Regions from separate parts of the Arabidopsis thaliana genome. Here region 1 is linked to region 2. Evidence: chromatin contacts called from public capture Hi-C data. All regions are on one chromosome and are shown on one strand. The core of a region is the stretch at or near the end of the contact, and the rest is flanking DNA. Distances in the headings are between cores, read along the strand shown.

The links. Capture Hi-C pulls out chosen DNA fragments and counts their contacts.
Region 1: a contact with region 2 is called in a capture Hi-C map of seedling, with 2.7 times the contacts expected there.

Annotation. Positions count from the first base shown.
Region 1 is chr3:16,407,580-16,410,279 of TAIR10.1, forward strand. It overlaps AT3G44935, which reads left to right and starts at 1,424. Exons shown (of 2, transcript NM_148843.1): 1 at 1,424-1,738; 2 at 2,014-2,031. The coding sequence starts at 1,424. The coding sequence ends at 2,031.
Region 2 is chr3:16,122,124-16,124,823 of TAIR10.1, forward strand. It overlaps FAR4 (fatty acid reductase 4), which reads left to right and starts at 1,303. Exons shown (of 10, transcript NM_114322.5): 1 at 1,303-2,031; 2 at 2,527-2,630. The coding sequence starts at 1,956. AT3G06845 (a long non-coding RNA gene) reads right to left here and starts at 1,500. Exons shown (of 1, transcript NR_141286.1): 1 at 1,291-1,500.

The DNA of each region.
Region 1 (2,700 bases), core at 174-2,673, 290 kb after region 2:
AGGTCTATATATATAATCACTCTTAACTTTTCCCTTTAAATATCTACGTATACATTATTATAGACTTTTTGACCAAAAATCCCTCAACTATTTATTATTTTCAATATTAGTCCTTACAAATATAATCTCAAACAAATAATTTATAACTAAAAATTTACAATTAGTTAATTGCATTAATTAGTTGAATTCACTCCAAAGACACTTAAATTGTTATAGAAACTTATCATAACTTTTTTTGAATCACATAACTCCAACGCCACAAATTTTTTATAGAAAGTTTTCATACTCAACAATGTGCATTCATTTCAAATAAAATTCTCACTTCAGATATATGGTAAATATCAAACTACATATATGACTTTTCCTAGATAATACAAGTTTTAAATCATTATTACTTCTAAAAAAAACTCAATTCGTAAACAAAAAATACTGAATTTTAGCATAATAAACTAATATTCAGCAAATATCATAACATAAAACATGAATAACACAAGCGATAAAAATTATAGAATTTTGAATATATTATTCATATACAAATAATAATACTTATAAAAATATTTATAACTTTTCAATGAATATATACGCCCGCAGTGTACCGCGGGTCAATATCTAGTAGACTATTAATAATGGGATTACAAAACTAGTATACCTTCGTCTAAATTTTTGATAATTAATAACAACTAAACTTTTGTTCTTTTTGTAATCAGAATTCCGATGTTTGATAAGTTTATATTAATCTATGATATTATTAGACTATATAGTTACATTGGATTTTCAAACAAATTATCATTTTATCAAATTATGTTAAATATTACCTTGATCTGACTCGAGATCGGAAAATAATTAATTTATAGTGATTATTAATTTATCGAATGTTAATTTATAAAGGTCATTTTTCGTACAAAGTATTTACGAATCTAATCGGTTTTAGTGGTTTTTGCTTCCTAGCCATGAAAACCGGATTTAAACGGATGAGTATACAGAACATAAAACTCAATGGCTCTTCCCAAACCCAATGCATTTCAAATTTTCTTGTTTTCTTGCATACATCTTATATTCTCAATCTTAATTTGGTAACTGAATAATGATCTTTTCTTACAAAATTTCTCATAGAAAATTCAGGAAATTGTTTCTACTTGGGAGAGCGACATCAAATATGGCATTACTCAAGCTCGGTATGTACAAGACTTGGTGGATGTTGCTACTCCGTCATTTCTTCTAAGCCGCTAGCATCAAAACGAGTTTCGAGCTCCCTCTCTTGGAGCAGTGATTGGAGAAGTTGATGATGTGCAATGTGGACCTTACACTCTTACTCTGTATTGGCGAGTAAAGATCTGTGGTATCCATATTATTGGGTAATGACTATGCTCATGACATACGTTATCATCCCAAGAGCACACAACTCCACGGTTTAGCAATGAAGATGGATATGCTAGAGGATGAAATGAGCCTTTGCAAAGTCATGATGCTCTATTTAGCAGAGGGACGATCGCTAGAGTTAATAGAGAATATATTCAGATCTTCCAAAACGAAAGGAAGAGTGATATATAACACCATGATCTCGGTGTATGGAAAACACTTTGCTGAGAATGCACACCAGTTGTTTCTGGAGATGGTCAACAACAGAATTCGTCTCAGCGGTCACACCTTCAAGTATCATCTAGAAGCATGGACGATAGCCTGCAAACCACAAAGGACTCTTGAATTCTTGCATTTCATGATATTGTTTTTTATAAAGGTATACTTTCCATGTATTATAATAGTTTTGACACCAAAACATAATTTTGAAAAATGAGATCAGTTAGAAAACGTTGACATAATTCTTTTCCCAAATTTTTATGGTAATTATTTTCTTTTAGAGAGTAAGGTGAGAGTTCTGTTTTTTTCCTTATTATATATGTTTTTTATAAAGTTTCATGTTTAATGTTTTCTATGTATGTTTTGCATTCTGATTTTGATTTTAACAAATATAACATCTAAGATCTTTAATTATTTTTGTTTGATTTCTTGCAGGGTAAGAAAAAGATGTAGGATTCTAATTTTTTTATTTGATCTCATCTTCCAAGTTTTTAAAAATATTTGAGCAATTGATGTCAAAATGGATAGAAAACAGAGAAATAAGCTAAGAATATTGTATAATTTTATTATAATATATGTATTTTTATTTCTTACGTTTTAACCTCCACAAATGATACGTTGGGTTAATTAAAAAAGATATGTCATGTTATATATTTTAGTCTCCTATAAAAGAATTGTTACTATGTAACAATCTATATTATTAATTAGGAATCATTCGATATAATATAATCTTATAAAGAATAATATATTATAAAAAAATACCATTGGTACTTTTGCATTTTAGAAAAAAATCGTCGAAGGATAAAGTGGAAAATTGGCAACTAAAAAGAATGCGGGTCTTGGGCTTGGTATCGGATAAACACTCGGATCTATAAAGCTACAACGTCTACTTTGATCTATAATATTATCTACAAGTAAAAAAAGGGATATTGTTGAGGCAACTAAGCACAAAAGCAAAAAGCATCGGACTAAGAAATGAAGAATAAGAACATTTAGGATGAGAAGACTAATGAGAAGGAAATTACATATGATAATACCAAAGAGAAAGAAAGGGATAAAATCAACACCTAAATTTATTGGTTTTTGATTTTTAGGTTGTTCTTGGCAATTTCTTTTGTTTTG
Region 2 (2,700 bases), core at 53-2,552:
ATATAAATACATTTTTTTTTGTCACAATAATACATATTTATATTTGCAAATATAGAATTTTATTTAAATAACAAGACTAAAATCTTCTTTTTTTTCCCTAAGGCTCTTTTTACAGTTGGGCCGGGGCTGATCAGTTCGCTATTGAAGTATACATGTCAAAGAAAATGAAGGAGAATAAACCATCGTATTAATTAAATCGATTTGACTAATGAGACAACTTAATTCAGCTTTAATATAGTTTAAATTTCGTACATGACCAGGTAATCAAATTTTCTAAACAAATGGAACAATATCAGATAGGGTAAACTGTTACCATCTGTGTAACTTTGCAAATTAGTAAGTCTAAATTATAAGAAACGATGACTTGTACTTCTAAAACTCCAGCATATCATATAAAATTTTGAGGTTTGAGACATTTCTATAAGTTCAGATTTAATTCTTCCTAACGTATGAGGTTAGGTATTTTCTGTCGCTTTACCAAAAAATTTGACGTTTCCCATACGTTTTAGCTTGTTATGTCATTGTTGCATAATTTATGACCAACCAAACCTAAGACCAAATCAGGTTTTTAGATAGTCCTTTTTTCCTTTGAAATTATAAGATGTTTTGGTTGTATTGGCATAGATTACAAAAATTACTCCCCCCATTTTAGATTAGCTGTCGTTGAAGATTTTTACAGAATAATAAAAAAACATTCAATTTTTCTGTTTTACCCTAATTAATGTATTGTTATATTTGATATCATCAATAAATACGTTTAAAAATGTTGATAAAATTGGAAACTTTGTCAAACATCTGCATTGTAATATATAATCTAAAAAAAATGATTTCTTATATTCTATCAAATATGGCTAACTATACACATATAATTTGGGCTGAGCTGTCATCTTTCGACATGAAATTACTCCGAATTATACATAATTTGCCAGAGAAGTTATGTTACATAACAACACTCATATTCAAAAGAAAACTAGATGTATAATGTATTAGCTATTATTTAAGTAACACTAACAACTAAATAAAATAGAATGGATGAAACTATAAAAAATTAAGAATTATTATTGAATGAGTATATTTTTTTCTATTTTGGTCAAACGTCGAGGTGGAGTTTAAGAAAATCGTGATTCTAAAATAGTGCAATAATGAAATATTAAAAAATCACGTTATCATCTTGTTCTTTTATTTTCCACTATTTTCTCTTGAAATTTAAATGAAATATGTTATTTTCCAAAATGTTGTTACAACCGATTTACTATCTCATAAATATGTTCTTTTGTGATTTTAATTTTTGTATTATTAATGTTCCCCTGCTTTTTGTTGACTAAACAACTCGTTACTCGTTAGATATATATTCACGTTGAGAAAAAAGCGTTTAACCAAAACACTTAGGTATATTGAAGAGTTCTAAAATTAGAACGCCAACCTTCCAAATCAACACACCTACGACAATTCTAGTCCTACAACATAGATCCTTCTAGCAAACCACAAGGAAACTTCTTGTGGAAAACACTAACACTATCCTCACTCAGTTACTCTCGTATTGCTCTACCTAGAGTTTCTAATTCTGCTATGTTATAAAAATTCTTACATACTTATTCTTTTTTTTCTTTCTAAACATTCCATTCGTTTTAAAAGCTAGGCCCACGATTAGTAGTTAAAATATTTTAATTTTTAAAAATATGGGTTACATATTTTTTATTCTTTTTAGAGCTCCGAGATTTCAGAGCATGTTCTAATTGGATATGTGATATTTAATCAGAAGTAGTTTTAATATTGTTTTTTTTTTATAAAAGAAAATGTAGGTAGGTTTACGTACAAGTAGTAGATATGATGGCTCAACAAAACGGGTCAACATTTACGGGTCTATATATATTCGTGCCTCATCGCCGAAGGTGTTATGGTTCAAAACAATCTATCGTACTTAGTTATTAATTGGATAGATATAAGTTTCTTCAATGGACTCCAATTGCATTCAGTTCCTCCATGACAAGACGATTCTCGTCACCGGTGTTCCCGGTTTCCTCGCCAAAGGTACCAACTTGGATCCGTTACCATACAAACAAAGATTTTGTGATTCAGTCCAATGTTTGTGTTTATTGTTTTAGTGACTACGGTTCATTACTCATTACGGCCTTTGAATTTCATTTGCATGGCATATATAACATTAATTAGTGAACGTAAACTAACAATTTTTCACATTTTATCACTGGCAGTTCCTTATTTAATTTGGTATTCGTATATATTTTTCATAAATAACTTAAACTTTCGATATTATATTATTCATTAATTTGTTCAATCTCTTTTTGTCGTCCATAGAGCAATAACTTCTAGTTTTGTCTCTTTCTATTTTCATCTAGAATCTATCTATTTCTAATTTTGACTAATGCTATCAGTTGCGATGGTGAACTACTTCCTCTCTCCGCGGAATTTTCTCATCAAAACTATTTTGTTTAACTGAATAAATTTCTAACATAATTAGTGACTTTAAAATTTTAATTTAACTTATAATTTTTATAAATATTTTAGTGTTTGTGGAGAAAATATTGAGGATTCAACCAAAGGTAAAGAAGCTTTTCCTTCTTTTGAGAGCAGCAGACAATGAATCAGCCATGCAACGGTTTCACAGTGAGGTAAAAATAAACATTTGGTCATATATATAAACTAATATCTATGAAGATTAAATAAGCTTTAAAGCCATTT